2 separate regions of the Oryzias latipes genome follow, and region 1 is linked to region 2. The links are chromatin contacts, called in public Hi-C maps. All regions are on one chromosome and are shown on one strand. Each heading gives the region's core, a stretch centred on a gene start, on an enhancer-like site or on the middle of the called end of the contact. The rest is flanking DNA. Distances are from core to core; before and after follow the strand shown. Region 1 holds the start of LOC101169064 (forkhead box protein O6). Region 2 holds the start of rab42 (ras-related protein Rab-42).

What was found. A called contact is a pair of places that touch in the nucleus more often than the background predicts.
Region 1: a Hi-C map of embryo shows a contact between it and region 2, with 2.7 times the contacts expected there. The contact joins the promoter of LOC101169064 here to the promoter of rab42 in region 2. A contact is called at or near these places in 4 of 5 Hi-C or Micro-C datasets (embryo, fibroblasts and gastrula embryo).

What each region holds. Positions count from the first base shown.
Region 1 is chr16:22,755,386-22,761,889 of ASM223467v1, reverse strand. It overlaps LOC101169064 (forkhead box protein O6), which reads left to right and starts at 1,856. Exons shown (of 4, transcript XM_023964250.1): 1 at 1,856-2,122; 2 at 2,223-3,333. The coding sequence starts at 2,845.
Region 2 is chr16:22,548,745-22,555,013 of ASM223467v1, reverse strand. It overlaps rab42 (ras-related protein Rab-42), which reads left to right and starts at 4,361. Exons shown (of 3, transcript XM_004078281.4): 1 at 4,361-5,703; 2 at 5,887-6,109. The coding sequence starts at 5,892. It overlaps LOC101165095 (CTP synthase 1), which reads left to right. Exons shown (of 18, transcript XM_004078267.4): 12 at 1,358-1,420; 13 at 1,521-1,564; 14 at 1,642-1,738; 15 at 1,831-1,886; 16 at 2,631-2,727; 17 at 2,806-2,950; 18 at 3,613-3,847. The coding sequence ends at 3,691.

The DNA.
Region 1 (6,504 bases), core at 607-3,106, 210 kb before region 2:
TGAAATATAGCAAATGATTTCCCCGTAATCATGTCTATAATGAACAATATTATTTAGTTGTATTTAAATAAGTAAACTAATAGCTAGTTTGCATTTTAATCTTGTGATTTGGGTGGGACACAGCATGAAATTCTTCTGTGACACACAGGATGACGCATCCTCCCTAAAACTGTATGGTTTTGGAGGAGTTTCTCAACATGGTTCATGTCGGAGTTTGCAGCGTGGTGGTCTTATGCAATTTGAAAGCTTTCAGGCATGCACACTTGTATGCGTGGAAAGGGTGCTGTTCTCTGCCCGTTTACCTCCTTGCATTCTCAGGAAGTGCCTTTTGCGCTTGCTTGAGGGTGGTGAGGAGCAACTCATTATTCAGCTGTTGAATATTATGATGGGAACTCACAAGTCAAACCGAGAAAATTGTTGGAATACTTTAAGTCCCACTTCAATGATCTATTTTAGATCTATTTTAAAAGTGTTACCAGTGGTCTTTTAATGAGGATTGTGCTGTTTTCAGCCAAAAAAAAAAGAAAAAAAAGAAGTCATTTTGTAGGACATAGTTTCTGCTCAGGGACATTTGTTCATTAGAAATTCATCTCTGAGTGCAGGCTGGACTGTTGGCACGGAGTAAACCTACCCTCATTTCCAATCATACTTTTGTTTACATGCTCTTCCACTAGCTTACAGCCCATACCAGCCCCAACTTAATATCAGTGATGCAACAAAAATGGCAAGCAACATTGGAGCTATCCATCCGTACAGGTTTGAGCCAGATGCCAACTCAGACGAGGAAACCAAGATGTACATGGATCGATTTGTCTGGATGCACCAGAATGGAGTGGAGCAGCTTGTGGCTTTCTGATTGCAGTTTTTTTTTTTCATAAATGGCATTTTTCGTTCTGCTCCTGATTCACAATGATTTGAATACAGAAATACTCAGAAATGCTATTTTAAGCTTAATTTTTTTACATGTCCTCCATAATTACAAAAATTCCACAAGAACTTGTTATAAAAACAACACAATGTTCAGGGGAATGTTTTGCAGATTTCAGACCAACTTAAGAAAATCTTTTAAAAATATAAAATATTTAATTGTTGAAAATATTAGATAAGGGTGAGTGTACACATTTTACATTAAAAGGTCCAAAAAAGGCTCGCACTGGAAATACACAAGCAATTGGGCAAAATCCAATGTGACATTCTGCCCGCCCACCTGTCAGATTTTCGTAAAAGGTCGGAATCTCCCCCTCTTTCCTGAACAGACCCATGCAGCAGCAGATTTACGCACAAGCGTTTGACCACAAACTCAAACCCATGAATGCACAAGGAGTCTACCGGCTGCAACAAACACGATTTCAGATGATATGCTAGTCTTTTTTTCACCCACCCCCCACCTCCCTTTCTCTCTCACTACTTTGTGGAAGAGCAGGGATGATTACGCGTCCTCTATCCTCCGAAAAGCCCCACTTCAACCCACTCCTCTCAGATTAAAATCTTGGTTTACCTAATCTCCGTTGATCTAATCTGATCTAAATCTGTCTAATCGGTACAGTAAATTACACTCACTAAGGTATTACCCGCAAATAATAAGAGGAGGTGAAACTGTCTGGGTGCCGGAACTTCTCCCTGGAGGGCAGTTTGCACGCGCAGTACACGCGGGACAAATTGTTACGCGCCTTTTTTGCGTTTGGAGATGGTGCGGGATCTTATTTATTTATTTATTAGCGTCATATCACGTGAAGCTTGGCACACAAAGAACCTGCATGTGCTCCGCTTTGCATAATAAAAACACAAAAACACCGAGTTCTGATTAAGATTTGGGGGGTTTATATGACACCTTTGTTCGTATAGACGGCGCAAAAAAGAGGGGGAGAGGTAGAGAGACGCACGTATAAATAGGGAGAGAGAGGGGGAGAGGGAGGGAGACAGTCCGGGATTTCGTTGTAATCATGTTCGGAGAGTATTGATTTCGTGCGCGCGCTCCAATTGGCAGCATCTCTACTATACAGCGCCGGCGCGTCATCCTCGGCTCCCATCGAAAAGAGCGAGTTGTAGGCAAATGACAGCATGTGCGGCATCTGAGAGAGTGAGAAAGGCGAGGAGGTGACAGGAGGGACCAACAGGACGCGTGAGAACACGCACACTTAAAAAAAATCCTTCTGACAACTGGATACGACATTTGAACGCCGTTTTTTTTCTTTCTTTTTCTAATCATTTTTTCTATCCAGACAGGGAAATGATCGATTCGTCACAAGCGCACGCCTCTCCGTGATAATTGCAGACAGTTGGGTGCTGTTCAGGCTGAATGGACTTGAATGTGTCGCTGCCAGCCTAATCCAGGCAGACTGGAAGATTTAATAATTCACGGTAATCACGCATTATCGCCTCAGTGGATGCTCTTTGCACAGCTCTACAGATTTTCCTTTCTTCTTTGCTTCATTCTTCTTGTAGTCCTGTGGAGGATTTATCGACGGCTGCTTGGCTCCTTATCTGAAATATCATCTGTTGCTGCAAGTGGATAGAACCCCCCCCCCCCCTCCTATGACTGACTCAGACACGTTTGAGATTTAGTGCGTAAAGGTGATATGGACTGTTAATTAAACCGGATTTTATTTTTTATGAAATTCACCTGTAGTCAAAAATGGACAAGAATTTGTTATTACTTTTATTACTTCTATCTCTTCATGCAAGGCAGTGATTTTCTTGGATTCATGATGATTGTTTTACTCCCTTGAAACGGCACAGATTCTGACTTAAAAAGGCATATTTCAAGGATTTTTTTACGACAAGAGGAGACGAAGGCAGTTTCTCTTCTTGCCTTTCCTTTTGATTTATTCCATTTCCGACTAAATGTTGATGATGGAGGACGAAGAATTAGACGCTCATCAGGTTGACTCGGATTTTGAGCCGCAAAGCCGGCCTCGCTCCTGCACCTGGCCGCTGCCTTGCCTGGAGGATTTCCCCACTGGACACGAGGTGAGCGGAGGACTTCAGCTGGCCAACATCAAGGTGGAACCGGAAGACGTGCCGGCGTGCAGAGCCGGGCTCGTTGGCGGAACGCCCGGAGAACTGAAGCATCCAGCCGGCGCACCGGCACCCACAGGCGGGACGCACCCATGCCTGGCTGGCGCGGCGCTCGACGTGACCGGATCCTTGCGCAAAGCCAAATCCTCGCGGCGGAACGCGTGGGGGAACCAATCCTACGCGGATCTCATTACGCGCGCCATTGAGAGCACTCCAGAAAAAAGGCTGACGCTGTCACAGATATATGACTGGATGGTCCGTTATGTGCCCTATTTCAAGGATAAGGGTGACAGCAACAGTTCAGCTGGCTGGAAGGTAAGAAACTGAACCCTACAAGCCAGAGTGGGGAGCTCTGACGCCTTAATCCCTTTAATATCATATGGCTATTAACAAAGTCAAAATAATTCCTTCCCCACGTGTGCCCTTACATGTTACCAGGGGGTTCAGCTCAGCTGGGCATGAATGGCGTCTCCGTTCATTACAGCTGTCAATCCTGTTATGTCAATGATGACAGAAAGTGTACCCAAAACCCTTTTAGTTCTGCCCTTCTTCATCCAAGCAGCACAAAGCCCAACAAATAGTCCATGAATTCCCCTCAGTTCCTTGTGTTTAGTTATTTCCATCCCAATTCAGTGTTTCAGATTTATGGAGAGGGCACTACACATTTCTCATTATCTGTTTGAGGAGAATCAATGGGGTGACACTTGTGGGAGAGCAGGTCAGCTTTCCACAGTGTAAAGTATTCACTGCCCTGTTCACATATGACCACAAGTCCACTACTGCTGTCTGTCTGGCTGAAAGCCTAACCTCCTGGACATCAGCCCATGTTATCAGCCCTTGCTCCCAGCCTCATCTTGTTTCTATTCATTATAGCCATCTGAGGGCAGTGGGATCAGCAGGGCAACATTGCTTGTCCTGATGGTGTAACTTTACTAAGACTGGGTTTTAACCTTAACTGTCATTTATTTATTTATGCATCACAAAGAAGGTAAGATGTGTGATTTGAATGCAATAGTTTGGGCTCTAACTTCTGCACTGGATCTGCAGAGATTCTTTTCCAGCTTTACCTGTCTTCCAGCACAATGGCGTTCCTGTAAAACTGATATCTCGCTGTTTTAACAGCAAAGATCTGTGAAGCTCACGGTACAAACGGCTCACATTTCTTCCAGCATAATTAATCAAACCTAATCTGATGGGTTTCATTTAAGATAAAAAAAAATAGTTGTTTCTCTAGGTCTTTGTCTAAACCTGTTGCTGCAGTTGCGAAACATAAACTCTGTCACCTGTTGTCTCTTCTTTTAGCCTCGGAGTTAATCACATGGCACCTAAGCAACCTGTCCTATTAAACTGAGCTGACTGCTAAGGTGTGTCTCCAGGTACACATTGTTTCATTAGCTCTGCACTTGCACCAGCGACTCCCAACCACAAGACATCTTTACTTAAAGACCAAAAGTCCTAGTCGGCTATTTATGAAACTGAAAATTAGAGGGGTTTATGGGGCGTCTGAGGTCCCTGGCTATTTCAGGCCTCAGGCGAGACATGAGGCCCATTCTAAGTAATGACGGGGGATTAGGTAAGACTTTTAAAGCAGGCATCCTTAATGTCAGTAACAGCCCTGACCTGATTTTTGGTTCGAGACATTGCGGTAATGTAAACAAACAGAGTTGCATGTGTTCCATGTTCACAGGAAGCAACCAAACGTGGAAAATAGGCTCAGTCCACAGCAGACATACATGTGCTAGAAAAACCATCAGTGTTGCTGCACACCCTCGAACAAGTGAAACTCCTAAAAAATGAGAAAGCTCATTTTTTCACTGAATTCCATTTTTGATTCACAAGTTCAATTTATTTTCTGATTTGACATTATTTGGATAAATATTCTTCTATTAGTCACATTTTCTTTCTACACATGTTTGGTTATGAGTTTGTTTTATACTAAACTGGGTAATTAAATCAAACTAATAGGGACGTTTAATGAATGCAATTTGAAATTCTAACAAAACAAGAAAATCTAAAACTGTTTTTTGGCTTCACTATTCTTCAAAATGAAATGCAGTTATGGTTGTTAGATTTCTTTTCATACCCAACCTTAAAGAGAACTTGAACTCAGTGCTATAGCTTTAATTAAGAGTGTGCATTTCTGCTGTTTTCTTGGATGGCCTGACTGTTGGGATAGGAAATGATGGATTAAAGGGAAAGAAACCTTTCCAGACCATTTGTCTGGAGCAAAGATTAGTACAGAGGTTCTTGGAAATGAATATCTTCAAAAGCAGATTGTGCTTGCTTGACTCCCGTTGGAAAGGATGGGATGCCGGCTCGATGATGGATACTAGTCAGGCAGTGCAGCTAGACAGTAGCATTAAGCTCCTATAAATACCTAATGGCTTCTGACTTCTAGGAAGGCTGCAAGATTCTGAGGTCACAGGGCCTTAATCAGCTCATTACTGGAGAGAGGATACGTAGAAATGTGTTCTCATGAACCCTGCTACACTTTCCACAGGGATGCTTGTCCTTGTCACCCTGTAGATTAGTGGTAACTTCAACTGCATTAATTTCCTAACAATCTGTATCTAGGCTGACCCAATCTTAGAAATGTTTGAGCTGAAGTTAGAAACTGGCTGGAAATCCCTCTGTATGTAACAGAGTTGGATATTTTCAAGGCTAATTATATCTGGGGGCAAGTATCCCTGTTTGCATTTAGATGCATTCTGAATTTATGCGTAGGAGAAGCACATGTCAATTGCAACAAAGCATCAAGGTTGGTAGTGCACAGTGTGTCTTTGTGGGGGCTACTGCAGGGGGAGGGGCTGTCTACTTGTATAGGCGTCTGTGTTTGGGCCCTCTTATTGGTCTGACAGCATGTCACTGCAGTGAATGGTATATGTAGTCTCGCTCTTGACTTCATAATGCCTCTAATGGTGGGGTACCACTTGGTGGTGGAATTGCCCTGTGGGCGCCTAGAAGTTCATTAACTTCAAGGGGGTTAGATGATGCCATTGTTATACTGTGAGTTGCTTTATTGTATATCCCAGCACGAGTACTTATGGGATGCAGAAAATCCATTGCACAGAAACGCTCTCTAAGTATTAACCCTATTAAGATAGAAATGTATGATAAATACGTCTAGGATGTCAGCACATTATACAATGTGAGTGCAGCTGAACTAATAAGCAACTGACATAAAGCTGTTTCGGCTTAATTCATATGCATAGTTTACCCTCTGTGTCCTCACAGCACCAGACTTTTTTTTTTTTCATCTCGTGGGCCAGTCAAATGGTCGTAGATTGTGCAGCGGGGCGGCAAGTCTGCCAAACACTCACTCAGACGCTTTAATCCAAAGTGACTTGAGTGTTATATATAAAGAGACTTTAGGCAGGGGTTTCTTCAGGGCCAGTCGGGCAAAGGGTCACTGGGCTTCCTGTATTGACAGAAATCGGCTTGTCCAGAAATGCTCCAAACAAAAACAGCTGAAGGATGGGGAGTTTC
Region 2 (6,269 bases), core at 3,112-5,611:
CTAATGACTAATCCGCGATGATCCAGTATAAACTGAGGGAAGTGACTTTAACAAAAAAAGTAACAAACAAAATAGAAAAGAAGTAGTCCGCTCCCGCACTTTACTAGTGAAGTGGACCGGCGGAGCGCGGACTTACAGCTTTGTGTTTGAGGGGAAGGGGGGGGATGCTATGTTACATGAGCGGTATGTGTGGGAGATTTAGGACTGCGATCCGTCCCGCAGCTCTAGGGGTACAAACAACCGAACTCAGAACCGGGTCTAAAAGTGTGTGTCTGAGCACAGCTCGGATCGTCAGCACACACAGCGGTTTGAGCTTCAAAGCAGAAATGTCGCTCAGTCCTTAGAAAAAATTCAATCAATCACGCGCATTTGTGTTTGTTATTCTTACATGTTTACGTGCAGCCAGCAAGCAGCACCACCCAAAGCTAATGTTGTTAGCCCGTGTTAGCATACTGCTAATCCTGGCTTCGTTCAGAAAAAGCTCTGACCACACGGATTAAAATTCAAATGATGAGCGAACAGGTGTTTCATAATAACCGTAACATTATTAAAATCAGGTTTAGAAGATCATCTCGTATTTTACCGAGCTGACATGTCAATGTATATAGCCGCTCGGCGCTGTTTAACATTGTTTTGTATTGAATTGTTACATTCAATAAAGTTTGAAAAAAAAAAAGCCGCTCGGCGGAACTTATATCCTCTTCCGGTTTTTCAAACCCCACTGCGCATGTGCGAATGATTTATTACTACCGAAAGTGTGACCTTAGTGAACGTTTGTTATATTCTGAAAACATTTTTCTGTGCCCATGTACACGGTTGGATTCTAATCCGACCATTGATCCCATCAAGATATTTTGTACATGTAACCGCGGCTTATGATGTCGACGCGCAACGTGGCGGGGTCGTGGCATCACGATGGTGGTCTCTCCATCGGGATGTCACTCACCCATCACGATGGACGATGGTATCGTCCATCGGCACAACCCTAGATCAGAACACTAATTCCAGATCCTTGCAACAAATATCAATTGCTTCTGTAAGCAAGTTAAATGAAAACAAATGTTTTAATTATTTAATTGTATTTATAGTTTCTAAATTGGACTAGTAAGGTTTTCTAATTGAATAGTTTTTGTTTATTCTTCATTTAGACATGAATCTCTTGTGAAAAGTGTTTTTCTATTGAAATTCTTCTGTAATCAGGGAAGAGGATTGCTTGTTACTCCTAACGGCATCCATCTGATACGAGGAAAAAGTTGTTTTTTTGACGGTATCCATACAAACACCGTTCTGTTAGTCCGTAGTCCTGAAAGTGCTTTGTGTCGTATCTTTTCATAAGCGCTGCTCTTGTTGTGTGCAGGGGTATGTTTGGGCATGCAGCTGGCGGTGTGCGAGTTTGCCCGCAACGTTCTGGAATGGAAGGGTAATTGTGCTTTTCCAACGGAGCTTCTGCATGAGAAAAAAAACACAGTCCCAGGCCATTTCTATTTAAGATGAGACAAGTATTCGCTTTTCTTTTGCAGATGCAAACTCCACAGAATTCAACCCAGAAACTGAACACCCCGTGGTAAGTTTCATTTTTCGTTCCCATGCTCTTATTGTTTTACATTAGTAGAGAAGCATGACTTTCATTTTTTTAAACAGGTGATTGACATGCCAGAGCACAACCCTGGGCAGATGGGTGGGACTATGAGATTGGGAAAAAGGCGGACCATTTTCAAATCCAGCAGCAGCGTACTGAGTGTGTATCCGAATTTAGGAAGGAGTGCTGCTGGTTTTTTGTTTTTTTTTACCTTCATTTAAGTCTCTGTTCTGGCTAACTTGTTGTTGCAGGGAAGCTCTATGGAGATGTTGAATATGTTGAAGAAAGGCACAGACACAGATTTGAGGTATTTTTTAATCTGGTTGTACAACATGTTTTATGTATTATTGTAGAAAAATGTTTTTTATATTATGAACATAATGTTACAAGGATTGGGTTTAAAAATCTTAATTACTTAATGAACTTAGAAAAGGCTATCACTTTATCAAATCCATACATCAGTTTCCCTTAAAATAATTTAAGTTGCACTTTTTAAGGCAGAAAATTGCTTTTGATTAGTTTTTATTGTAAAATAAATGATTCAAAAATTCCACCTTTGTGCTGTTTTTGTCACGTTATGTGAAAAGTGTTTTTCATAGCTGAAAAAAGGTCAGTTTAGAATGTAGAATTTGAAAATCAAACCGCTTTTCATCTCACAAACCAGAAATGTTCAGTAATCGAGGGAATTATTTTGGCAGTGACACGCAGCCCTGCTTGTTGCAGAGGTGCTCCAATAAAACTGCACTTATAGGAAAAGAAGTATGGCTGTTATGTTGCAAAAATCCCTGGACTTAAATTTCTGGATAACTGGAAGATATAAAACATTCTACTCGAAGCAAGATTGTCTGGTGATTTGTTAGTAAAAAATAAAAGGAGGCGGTTTAAAAAAGTGAAAGTAAATGTATGGCTATGAAACAACTTAAAGCCTTTATAGTTAGGATCTTAAAGAATGAAGATCACAGGTTTATAATGCTAAATGTGATCTGATATGTGTGGTAATGACCGCTGAAGCCGTAAAAGTGATTTCATTGGATTTTGAATCTCATTTTAGGTGAATCCTGAGCTGAAGCATCACTTTGAGAGAAAAGGACTCCAGTTTGTTGGTCAAGACATCGAAGGGGAGAGAATGGAGATCATAGAGCTGAAAGGTGAGCGGCCTCCTAAAACCAGCACACAAATCTGAAAGCGTGTGGCTTTAAAGGAAACGGATGATGTGTTTGTTTCAGATCACTGTTACTTTGTGGGAGTTCAGTATCACCCAGAGTTCACCTCCAGGCCCATAAAGCCTTCTCCTCCGTACTTTGGTCTTCTTCTGGCTGCTGCAGGGAAACTCCAGAGCTACTTGGCTAAAGGTTGTCGCCTTTCTCCAAGGTAAACATCTGGATCAGTCAGCTATCAACCACAAATAAATGTATTGATGCACACTTAAGGAGGAAAAGTGGAAAAGGTTCAGATTTGTGCTCGAGTACAAATGAATAGGCATCCCAAAAAGTCAACTATTCCATCCAAGGAGATTAGAGCAAAGTAAACATGAGAGCATGAAATCTAACAGACAGTTCTGTCATTTACTCAGTCATGGGGGACAAATCCAAAGCACTTCTATAGCACTTCTATAGACAACAATAATTGGAAAAGAGCAGTCTGTTGAAATCGAACAGTTGCTTAAATTTGAAACTGCTAATGCAATTTCCAGCTGCCAACAAAGTGGTTAACATTATTGTTTAATTTGAACTAAAATATAGGTTATTTGAGGTTGCTATGTGTGCTATTATCACTTGTCTCCAAAGTATTTATATCTAAGCAGAGGCCTAACAGATGACAGGATGTCAGACTGGGGTGCATTTTTACACACAGCGGTGCAGTAAACAGGCACTGACAACAAAAGCCTTCAACCTTAAACTCAAATGATGGTCTTCAGCTGAATGAACAAAAACCGTTTTTGAGATCCACTGAGGGCAAACTGGTGTGCCTGAGTTATTTTGCTTTAGATTACAGTGAAGTTCTCATTTTGATCTATTTATTTCCAATTTCAGGGACACTTACAGCGATCGCAGCAGCAGCAGCAGCTCTCCTGACATGGACGTATTTGAGTTAAAGTATTCCTCTTTGTAACGGTGTCACTTTTTTTAGTTAAAGTTAAACGTTCTTCAACTTATAGTAACATTTCTACTAGATTGTTTTGAAAGGAAATTGTAAATTGTGTTTTTACCTTTTTATACTAAAACATTAGGCTTTCACAAACCTAATAAAAAGATTACACTAACTGTTGAAATGGGCATTTTTTGGAAAAAGGCATGAATAATGAATGCATCATGAAAGACCAACTCTGATGAAAAGTGTGTCTTTAACAGTATTTTGTAGCATTTTTCATATGATGGAGGCCATGTATAAAGAAAATCAAGCCCAAAGTTGCATTTCTGAGTATTTCTTTATTCAAATTGTGAATCAGGAGCAGACAAAAGAATGCCACTGGAAAAAGATTATATTTGTTATGTAGAACCCCCCCCCCTTCAATTCTGATGCATCCACTTCCAGACAAATAGACCCATGTATGTCTCTGTTTTCCTCGTCTGAGCTGGAATCTGGCTCAAAACTGTACCGCTAGATAGCTCCAATGTTGCTCGCCATTTTGGTTGCACCAGTATAGTTAGGTTGGGGGTGTTAGGGGCTGCAAGGTTGAGGGAGAGTGCATAAACAGAGAGCTCTCCATTATAGATGATGGGAAAGGGGGGGCGGGCGGGGTTGCCCGCAACTTGGCGGCGAATTTCTAACCAACTACCGTACTGCAGAAAACGATAGATTTTTAGATTTTGGCTAAAAACAGCATAATCATAATTTAAAGTCCACTTTGAACGCTTGTACAATAAATGAAAAGATGGTTGGTGAGGGACTTTAAGAAAACACAAGTTAAAATATTTCAACACGAGTGTAACAGCGCTTTGAGTGAGCTTTAATTTCTGTTATGATGACTGATCTGTGTTACTGTCACGCTAATGGAGCATTTTTCATGAAATCACTTCTGTCTTCATAAAGGTCCTTAGAATTCCCTCAATTTGTTCCCTATAACACCGGATTGGGACACAGCCAACCTTGTGACCTCTGCTTCGTACCAGCAAATGTTATTCATAATCCTTTGACATTAGATATTGTCAACCTCCTGAGAAAACTGGTGATGCAAAGTCATCTGACAATCCAGCCAACTTGAAATGACCATTGAGTCAACAACTGGGGCAGATAGGCAAACAGTTTGGCGTCTGCAAACTAATATTGCAAAAGGGAAACAGTTATCCCTAAAGTTTAAAAGCTATCAAATATCCAAACAGCATTATATTTCTGTCTACTTTCATAATTCCACAAAAGCAATAAAAGAGGATTTCTTTATTATCCTAGAAGCTGGATGAAAGATTCACTTGAGGAGATTTGACCATGGTAGTGGTAATATTTGAAATTTTCCTGCAACAATATTGTCTAAAGATCTGTTTCATTTCTAAAAATACACAAGAATACACAAACGAAGCCTCCCATAGCAGACTTGTGTGTTTACATCCGGAGTATTTCCCAGGGAATTCAAGGAGAATTTCTTATCAACTTCCCCTTGTGGGCAACAATGTCCCCTCCAGAGATAGTCATAAAGTTATGACAGGCCTCATTTCTAAGTTTAGCTAGAATTTTCAGAATACATGTGACAGCAGGAAACTACTTTTGCCTTGATATTTTATGTGTTGCAACCACTTCCTGATGAGCGTCCCTCCCACATCAGTCCCTCCTTTTCCACAACAGCCCTCCCTTTGTCCCTTGTGTCCTGGCCCCTCCTTTTGTCAAGTCTCCACAGGCAAACATTAGCAAGTCCACGCCCCTGCACAGCAGCACTCCCACACATGCTTACAGTAGCAGTTATGATCAGCTGCTCGGACCTGTGGGGAAGCTGGAATCTAGTCTGGGACACATTTTTCCACACACCTGCTTGTGAGAAGGAATTGATAAGTCATACCAGATGAAACTGAGAAACATGCTCTTCTGGGTCAAACCCGTAGCTCTCTGACATGACTCTGACCACAGACTACCACTGGAAGATTAACGGGGAGTGGCTGTTAAATTGTTTCACAATATCTGCAGCATCAGAGGTAAGGAGTCGGCGGATGGGGAAGCGGATTATTTACAGGGTCCATCTCCTTTTGGTTTTCCTGTTCCAACAATCTTATCTTTGATCTTTTCCAATCTTCCTCATATTTTCTTCTCCTTGTGCTTCTATATCCTAAAGTTCCTTGTTTTTATCTCGTTTTTTTTTTTATTTTTTGCGCCCCCAGCGACAATGGACCTGACTTTGTGGCAGTACCAGTTCAGGATCATCATGCTGGGGGACTCCACCGTAGGGAAGTCCTCTCTGCTGAAGCGCTACACTGAGGACTTGTTCCTGGAGTCCATCAACCAAACTGTAGGTGTGGACTTCTATGTCAGCTTCCTGGAGGTGGAGCCGGGGGTCCGTGTCAAACTGCAGTTTTGGGACACAGCTGGGCAGGAGAGGTTCAGGTGAGCCCCTCTACCAAGGTGTCTGCCTTGGAAATTCCCAAACGTTGTCCTTTACAAAGACATTTAAACGGATCACAGAAACACCTTTTGACATGGTAACCCCATCTACGACCTTAGGTGTGCCTCCATAAACTCCTGTTTGTTGCATTCCTCTTTTCTC